Linked DNA regions of Mus musculus: region 1 is linked to region 2. A link is a contact called in public Hi-C data. All regions are on one chromosome and are shown on one strand. Each heading gives the region's core, a stretch centred on a gene start, on an enhancer-like site or on the middle of the called end of the contact. The rest is flanking DNA. Distances are from core to core; before and after follow the strand shown.

Evidence for each region. A called contact is a pair of places that touch in the nucleus more often than the background predicts.
Region 1: a Hi-C map of the C2C12 cell line shows a contact between it and region 2, with 1.9 times the contacts expected there. The contact joins two enhancer-like sites. A contact is called at or near these places in 1 of 15 datasets of contacts at CTCF or cohesin (the NIH/3T3 cell line), 8 of 484 Hi-C or Micro-C datasets (the 3T3-L1 cell line, the C2C12 cell line, adipose-derived mesenchymal stem cells and 5 more), 1 of 115 datasets of contacts at active chromatin or transcription factors (bone marrow-derived macrophages) and 1 of 9 other capture datasets (adipose tissue).

Annotation. Positions count from the first base shown.
Region 1 is chr2:135,861,739-135,866,242 of GRCm38.p6, reverse strand. All of the region lies in intron 3 of Plcb4 (phospholipase C, beta 4), which reads right to left. Among named protein-coding and RNA genes, the nearest start is that of Gm14210, 51 kb to the right of the region's middle. Within about 2 kb of position 2,307, at least 45 of the 459 cell types and tissues checked have an H3K27ac peak or open chromatin away from gene starts, as enhancers often do. A contact at or near this core is called in the C2C12 cell line, the NIH/3T3 cell line and adipose-derived mesenchymal stem cells, where this site is marked.
Region 2 is chr2:135,771,822-135,776,823 of GRCm38.p6, reverse strand. All of the region lies in intron 2 of Plcb4 (phospholipase C, beta 4), which reads right to left. Among named protein-coding and RNA genes, the nearest start is that of Gm14210, 39 kb to the left of the region's middle. Within about 2 kb of position 2,958, at least 52 of the 459 cell types and tissues checked have an H3K27ac peak or open chromatin away from gene starts, as enhancers often do. A contact at or near this core is called in the C2C12 cell line, the NIH/3T3 cell line and adipose-derived mesenchymal stem cells, where this site is marked.

The sequences.
Region 1 (4,504 bases), core at 1,058-3,557, 90 kb before region 2:
GGCACGAGCAAAGGTGACTGATCCCTGCGGTCATTTTTAAGCTGTTTAATAACATGTAGCTCAACTAAAGACTGTCACTGAAGGGTAAGTCTGGATGACCATACCCGCTGGTTTCCTACCTGAGGATAGATTCTTTCAACTTCCAAATCAAAAACAGACAACAGAAAATATTTTACATGATCCATGGGAAAAGGCAGTTTCTTTTATTTTAAATGTACTTATAAAATAACTGTTCATTTGTGAGACTCATTTTTAATGCCTTCCTTTTAGAATTTTCTAAATATTATAAAGAAACATTTACTGGGGACTATCTGTAGTGGAATTCTGTTGTAATAAAATTAATATAGTTGTCTACACTTAATGCTGGAGAAGCACAACAGGATTCAGGCATTACACGTGTTTTAATTTCAATTGTTCTCTTTCCAAGACTAAAGGAATGACATCCAATTCGACCATACATGAATAAATCAGGTCTTGTGGGTAATATATCAACTGCCATTTAATGTTTGTGATACTAAAGTTTTCAAAAGAAGGCTTGTAATTAATATATATTTTTGACCAGGAATGCTGCATCTCCTTATAGCCAAATTTGTTTCAAGGGTTGCATTTGAGACTGTCATTTCCTAACTGTCTTAAAACACGGGACCTACCTCAAATATTCTGTTCAGAAGGCATCTCAGCCTTGAGCCTTCAAACTCTATAATTATCTTGGCTATAATTTTCCTTAAGCTTCCAGAATCTAACTCTCACCTTCCATTCTATCCCACAGATCCTAGTTCTGCAGGAAGTGCTGCCCCAGGTCCTGCCCTTCATCTTTTCTTCCTTCCGTGGAGATCAAGTGCCATCACCATTCTTGACCCCCTTTTAGAACTTCAACCCCTTCTATTCAGCTGCTTCTTGAGCCATCTTCACCAGCCTTCTTCTGGGAGGTCAAGTATCCAAACATGCCGGAGCTGAGCTCACTACTAAGAAAAGGCTTTTTGGAAGAATATATACAACTGCTAACATCTTGAAAGAGTACTTACAATTGTTAACATCTACTAACAGCAAGCAATGCCAAGATCCTCATGGATGCTGCTCTGTTTTAGATTAATGTGTTGTTCCTAAGGACATGGGCTAAAGGCTTGGTCCTTGACCCATCAACTTCCGGCTAGTGGTATGGTCTTCAAGAGGCATACCCTGGTGTGAGGTCTTCAAGTTATTGGGGGCATTCTCTTGAAGAGGCCACTGGTACCCAACCTCTTCTTCTTTCCCTCTTTCATTCCAAGTCAATAGTTGAGTGGTTCTCTCCTGTCATCTAATTATATACTAACAAAATCTCAAGGTGACATAGCTGACTGGTCAGGAAACAGCCTACAAAAAATTATGAGCCCAAACCTTTTCTTTTTATTACCTAATTATTTCAGGTGCTTGTTAAAATAACAAAAAGCAAAGGAACTTGGCCTTTTCCTATGATAAACAGGTAAGCTGTGGGTGAACTTCAACTTTAATGAGCTAATGGTGAAGAGGTGGTTGCTTAAATCTTAATCAGTTTTCAGAAGTGCTTGATCAAAGGGTATGACAATCTCAGCCAACCACCAGATGCCATCATTTAAATATTCTGTGACCGTGTGTGCTACAATCTTCAGAAGCCTGTCAACAGAAGAGTGGTCTGATGACAATGGACCATTTATGTCACACAAGGTAAGACTATATGACAGCAGAGTCCAAATGAGCTCTCCCAGTAATGGAGCAAGATCTGAAGCTGAAAACCCGAGGCAATGGAAGAAAGGAGAAGCTTATCACACCACTAGCCTGACTTCTCAGGCCCAGTCAGGGGACTTCTTTAAGAACTTCGAGGAGGGAACAATATGGTCATTTTGTTTTCAGTCAAGAGTAAGAATCACAGATAAAAACCAATGATCTCAGGAGCACATAATTAATTGCATTTATTCATCTATTATTTTGTTTATTTTTACTTTTCAGTGCCAGGGCTGAAACCTATTGTCTTGCATATGGTAAGTACTCTATCATATAGGTTATATGCCTAGCCAGGAATACAGACTATAAATTATCAGGAAACTAAGAATTATTTCACAATGAAGTGAGCAGTTTCATAGAGTAGATACTACAATCCACTTAAGGACGCAGAAGGTCACTTTCCTTCTTACAGGTGACCAAAGGCTTCTCTGCTGGACGAGTGACATGATTTATCTGTTCCTCTGTTGTCCTTCAGAAAATAACACTGGGTTGGTACAAGCCACTATGACACTCCAGGCTCTTTACAAATTCCTGTGAATCAAAGTCTAACCATTCCTTCACCACAGATATGCAGTGAACCATGTCCTGATGTTTATTCTGGAAAGAGTTTTGGTGAGAGCTCAGGGTGAGTAGTTAGCTGCAGAATGGCTGGCTGTTACGGAATGCTGCCCCGTTTTTCCATCTGTAGATAGTCTTGACGTATCTTTTGGGGTTAAATCATTTTGGATTGAAAGGGACCTGAAACATTCAAGCCATGAGGAAGAGCACAGAAGACACTTGACAAACTATGACTATACCTCCTAAGCCTTGTTCTACCCTAAACTAGAAATGATGGGAAATATAGTGAGAAGTTAAAGCTACTAGCTGCAGGCTTTGGACATTTTTAGCCATCTCTGTGCCAATATCTGGAAGACAAAGGAACTCTTGATTTCAGGATTCTAGCCAACATCAATTTTGGGAAGTCACAGCTTGTGTGCCAAATAGTAATCATTTTGTTTTCTAAACTGAATACAATATCCTGAATTAATACTTGTCACAAACCTTCACATGCAGCTGCTTCAGGCCCCTGTGCCCAAAATGTCTTAAAATTAAAAAGCTAAAACAAACTAATGGAGTTTCCTATCTTGTCAACTCATTTCTAAAGCGTGAAGCCTGTCAGAACCAAGACAATAGTCTCTTTAACCACAGTCAAATGAGCTGGCCCACAAGGAAAATACAACTTAAAAAAAAAAAAAAAAAACACTTGCCTTTCCCCCAGCTCAAAAATATGAAAATTAGTGCTGTTTAGCATAAAGGAAAGATAGGTATAACATAAACCACAAAATGCAGATCAATACTGTGTACTGTCACCTCAAGAAAGTCCCCATGTCTCTGGTAGCTTATATCACAAAGTAATTTTGTGAAGGCTTTATGTAAAGGTCACTGTTGCATTTCTATAATATTAAAATCTAAGTTAGCATACAGAGATACCCCAAGAGCCTGAAGTTATTAAGATTTCTGTATGACTCAACTAAGTTTTCTTCAGATATTGCAACCATTTCACATCAGATAAGCGATGAGAGATAAAACTGGGGCTCATAAAAGTCAAGTCAGGAAAACAGCTTCACTGCCTATTAGTTCTAAAAGAATAACTTAAAAAAATACCCTACAACTGTGAGGAGCTTATCAAAACAGTCCATTCCCTTCACAAAGGAATGAGATCAAACATAGCTTAAGGTTTTAGTAGATAGCACAATGAGCTCGTGTTCTTGAGATAAAGTCTTGCACAAGTGCCAAAAATACCTTTGCTTTTCTTCATAACCCTTCCTGTTTCCTGCGACCCTCGTGGGCCAGCTGAATGATGACTTGGGCACAGCTGTGTGTTGTATGTGAGCCCATGAGCCTGGGTTTGCCAACTTAAGTTTTGTAAGTCATGAATTCTAGGATAAATGTAGAGTATGTCCAATATGACTGGGGGATTGAAGCCTGTTGTCTGGCAGTGTGTGAAAGTATTGTCATGTGTTTTTCTTTGTTGGTTTTCTTCTCCCTATATAAAAACATCTTAAGTTCATTTAATTTTTTTGTGTTGTGTGTGTGTTGCTTTTATATGTATGTTCACCGTGTCCCCTGGAACTGGAGTTATGGATGGTTGTGAATATCGTGGGTTCTGGGAACTGAACCTGGGTCCTCTGTAAGAGCTACATGTGCTCTTAACTACTGAGCCGTCTCTACAGCTAGGAAATCGCCATTGATATGCATGCGTTGGAATATTATGATCCTTGATTATAGAAAGGAACTGCCTCAAGTTCACGGAGAACTCGTAATCCAAACATCACCAATAACGACACCATTCTTTAACTTACAAAAAGGAGACCTGGTAAGAGCTTTCTTAAAGCTTACTTTACAGCCAGATATGCAGAGGCTTAGCTTACAGCCAGATATCCAGAAAGAACAACACAGAAGTCTTTTTGGTTAGGTGCCAAAAGGTCTCAGGAGATGTTCTGTTAATAAACAGATCCACTCAGAAGTTGACTCATGCCACACTTCAGGCCCTCTACCTCTGATTATTCTCTGCAGCATCTTGACAGTGCTCTAGAATGTTTTGTCCTTGAAATCATGACTAAATATAACCTTGCTGGTAAGGTTTTCAGCTCTCTTACTCCCATTGCATTTTGTGGGTTTATGTTTTAAAGCAGATGTAATAACTCCAGACACATTCTCAGCCTATTATGAAGACATGTGTTGTAGACATCTCAAGGCTTACATGGCTGCCCACAGAACTGGC
Region 2 (5,002 bases), core at 1,709-4,208:
AGAAAAAAAAATGATGCTTGACACCTGAGTTTCTCATGTCAGACAGGTCATGGCATCTACAGTCTGACTGCAGGGATGACTCAGATAAGCACCAATGTCTTAAAATGACTAGTGCAGTGATCCAGGATGCTATTTGCTCCTGGATCACTGGAGGCCCTCTACAAAAGGCAACTGTTTAGTCAACTCTGGAGGCCTCACCTTGGTCAACTATCCAAAACATAGTCAAGGTCATAATTTTCAAAGGAGTGCTCCCACAACAGATTTGGATGTAACATATGGGCCATGTGGCTAAAGTGTCACAGTCATCTTGTGATCTCCACAAGTCTCACCACAGTGTTTGGCAAGTGGGTATGTCCATGACAAGTTCAAGGATATTTGTTCAATTATTGCCCAAGGACTTGATGCTGTTGGAACAAGATTTTAGCAGCAGATGATCCACACAGAATCACATTCCAAACTCTCTTTTAATGGGATAATTCTTAGGACAGCTGTAGACAGTTTTTCCTGCCAAATTTGTACCTCGAGTCCTTGGAAGGGAGAACGAACATCAATGTGATCTGCCACCACAGGATGAGCCGACAGCACTGAACCAATCCTCATGGTCCATGTGGCAACACTAAATGTAGTCTCCTCTTCAGAGGGCTCTACGGTGCCCACATTTGTAGTAGAGAAAGCAACCATATTGAAAAAGCACACATTTCTCCCATGCAAAAGAGGAGTTTTGCTTGGTGCTCTAGGCAAGAGGTCACCCTAAAGAACTGACTTCTGTGGACATTTATTCTGTGGACAGTAATCGCCTGTAGCTACTTCTTAGAAGATTCCTCGTGTTCCAAATTCAAAGAACATCACAGTATTACAATGGAAACCTTTCTTCATCATGAGGCTAATTCTGCTTGTGAGATTTAAATCTCTGAGCAAGTTACTAGTGCTCATGTAAAAAAAATGCCTTTGACAGCAGTGAACATCAGTTTATGTAATCAACCACTATGAAAATAAGACAGAGGTTTTTATGATGATGAATATTTAGATTATATGATTGTTTTGAGAATCATGGCTCTGTCCAGAACCTTCTATTTCACTTTTATTAATGCAGATGGAACATTTCAGCATGGAGATTCCAAGGCATATGCTCATTTCTGTCTCATATTTAAGATGTTGGATTCTCCAACAAAGCAGTTGAAGCACAACACACACCTGAACTTCACAGTGAGTAACACATGTCTTTGTTTACTAATGACTCTTGAATATGACTGTCTTCATTTTCCCAACTCTCCTGAGAGAACTGTATGAATTGGGAAGTTGACTGTTAAGTTGGTTTCATTTTATCTAAGAAGTTTCATGCTGAAAGGAACCATATATATATATATATATATATATATATATATATATATGAAATGTTCCTTCAGAGCAGTTTTCTGTTATCCACTAAAGTGGGCATTTACTTGAGGAGACTGTCCTCAAGCAGACGCTAACCCTTGGTTCATCTAACAGTATCAGGAATGCCACCTAACACATCCCTTCCCTCACTGAAATATCTGGATACACCTGAGATGGTCATCAGGCTTGTGTCCAGCAATAAACACGGCCCAAGTTTGACCCCTGGTACTTTAGAAGGAAAAAGGAAGCTGTACAAACCTGCTGAATTAGTTTGCTAGGGCTGCTCTAACAAAAAAAACACACACAAGGTGCCAAAGAGAGCTTCCTTCCTTTCTCTGGGGTTTAAAGGTCATCTGTCACCTTGTCACTCCGTTTCTAGAGCCTTCTCTTGCCCCTTAGCTCACTGCCCTGCGTTCTTTCTCTTCAAAGCAGCAGCGATGGGGCTTTTTTTTTTCCTCCGACACTCCTTCTCTCTGTCTCTCTTGAAATAATCAGCTAAGGATATTTATGTTTAAAATCTCATAAGGGGCACATCTCTCATACTATTCAGCGCAGCACCATCTCCACATTTTTGACCTTAAGCCAGTGGTTCTTAATCTGTGGGTCATCACTGCTTTAAGGGACCGAATGACCCTTTCACAGGGGTTACCTAAGACCATCGAAAAAATGCAGACATTCACGTTGTGATTCCTAATAGTAGAAAAATTAAAGTTATGAAATAGTAATGAAAATAATGTTGTAGTTTGGGTCACCATACCATGAACTGCATTAAAGAGTTGCCACATTAGGAAGGCTAAGTGTTCCTGTAAAGTCCTTTCTCTTTTAGAATGACATAATGCAAATTCAAGGAATCAGGACGGAGTGCCTTTGGGAGATGACCTCTTCATACCCCTGATACTCACCTCATTAAATGGTCCCATAATCTCTCTGGTGACCAAACCAGAATCCATCCTAGTTACTCCCACCTCTAGCTAGTGATGAAATATACAATGATACTCTGAGCCTTGGGTTTCATGCTCATAGGTGGCAATCTCAAGTCAAATGTGTCTTCAACATTTTCAAGAGCACACTATCCTTTCATTTGGGACATAAAATGTTTTGACAAGATAGCACAATGTTGGTCCTAATTGGATGGACAATTTTGTAAAAACGAGAGGGATACCTTTCAGGTCTCAAACAGGAAAAGGGCAAGTGGACCTTCAGGAAACTTAATTACATACAGAAGTAAAAGAACAGGAGAGTGGAGCCATGAACAGTCTCAGCCCTTCTCTGTTCCTATTACAGTATATTTATTTGACTGTGCCCAAGGGTATGCCTAAAGCCATTTTGAAAGCCTGTAAAATAAAATCAAAATTTCTCCTCTTGTCTCAATGCCTTCCATGCTGTAAAGCTAGCTCACCTCCCACTTCCCTCTCATATCCATTGGTGCCCCCTTCCCCACACCAGCTTGAGATACTCAATTATACATACTGGTTCTAAGTTTGCTTTCAGCGGGGCACATGTGTCAAAAAGACTTCCTTCCTTGAATACACTCTGCCCCTCAGACTGCTGCTATTTTAGACCCAAGAGATGAGTCATTGAAATTTATACCAACACTCTGACCCCGGCTCAGGCTGGTCGCAGAGACTCTGCTTGTCATATGACACCAATCAGCAGCGATTTCTGAAGCAGTCATCACACCTTTAAGATAAAGGCTGTAAAACCAATCACCTAGCCATATGTTTCATTGCCAGGGTCCAGGAACACTGTTGGGCAGAGAGAGCATTTCATGTGGTTGGATTTAGACTGTGTTACTCAGCTTTCCTGTTCCCTACCATTTTTTCCCCTAAACCTTTCCCCGGTTTTCCATTCACACCCCAGAGACAGGATTAGTCACTCTCTTCTACAGCATGCTGCTTTCCCATCTCCCTGAAATGTTTCCTCTTCATCTCAGTGTCACAATGGTATATAAGGAAATCTCCATGGGGGTCATATACCCACTAGATCCATTCTAATTGGCTTCCTTATTTAGTCCCTGGGTTTCTGGCAATGCTCTTTGAACCGTAACGTCATATGACTGCTTTCCCTTGATATTTCAGTTTGAATGTGAAATGTCACCCATAGTCTTGGGGTGGGGAGTGTGAACACTTGTTCCCCAGCTGTGGTTTGGCTTGAGGTAGGATCCACGAGGACGAAGAAGGTCACTAGTATGTACCAAAAGGTTTTTTTAGCCAGGCCCCATCTGCTGTCCTTTCTCTCCTTCTTGACCGTGGATGCAATGTAACCAGGCACTATACCCTCCCTCCCTCCCTGACATGGAGAGCTGTATCCTCTCCACTGTGAGCCAAAATAAACGCTTCCTCCCCTAAGGTGCCTTGGGTCAGGTATGTGATCTTAGCAAGGAGAACAGTAACTAATCCACACAGTGGCCCTCATCTGCCACCCACTGCCCTCCCTACTCATCTCAGAGGTTCTTAAACTTTGCATGCTGTGGAACCGGGGCTTACAGGCTTTTTCAAAATGCATCACGGTCCTATTTTCATTATTGGAGAGAAAAGTATTTTAATAACAATTTCTGCATGTTACAATTTCCATTATTTTCCTTAGAAGTTTACTACTAGATTATCAGTAATGGCTAGTAAGAGACTAAAGTAGATGAATATTAAGGGGAAACTCGAGTGTCATTTGTACTTAATTAAGATATTTATGCATATGCTCATAGATTGGAATTTTATATGATGTGCAAAACAGTACAACTGATTCCTCTTTGCATGATATACTAAACAATGCCCACATCCATCCCTTTCTGTGTATCCTTATACATGCATATAACATAAATATATGCATTGAAAGCATAAACAAATCTATTGTATATTGTCTAAACTCATAATATGTAAAAATGTCCCAGTGGAAATACTCAGAGAATGGAGGAGGAAATGAAAAACAATCCAACTGTTTTGAAGCCCAACTTGGTAGGTTTTCATGCATCTGAATCCAAGACCCAGTCATTCCGATCTTAGATATTTAAACAAGGGAAATAAAAACAGAGTCATGTAGAAAGAAGTACAGAGATGCTCATGAGGACTTTGCCCTCAACAGTCTAAAACTGAAAATGTCTATACGCGCAAACAAACTGGTATATGCATGTGACTATTACTCAGTAATTTTATTTAAAACAAACAAACAAACAAACTACCAAAAGCATAGGAATTGCAAAAAAAAAAAAAATCCAATAATGTCTAAAGCAGAAAGCCAGACAAAAAGAATACAAGATTCTATTTAGCAAAATGAAATCTATAGTAACATCAGCAAATTGATGGTTGGCTAGCTGTGGATTTGGAGTACTGTACAAGAGAGCTCACGCCAGGGCTTGGGAGTAGAAGAAATGCTTAATATTATTGCTGTGGCAATGGTGCCACTGGTGAACACAGGCACTGAGATTTATAAATGGAAAAAGTACACTGAAAACAGATGCATATTATTGCATGTAAATTATCATTCCATCATGCTAATACTTTCATGTGGTCCAGTGAAAATTTTCACAAGATTTGGAGACAATGTTAAGAACGATCTGATAGGATATGAATGCAGGCTTACATGGTACTTGTGAAATTCATTTGAATGATCAGGCAGGGGAAAGGAAAAT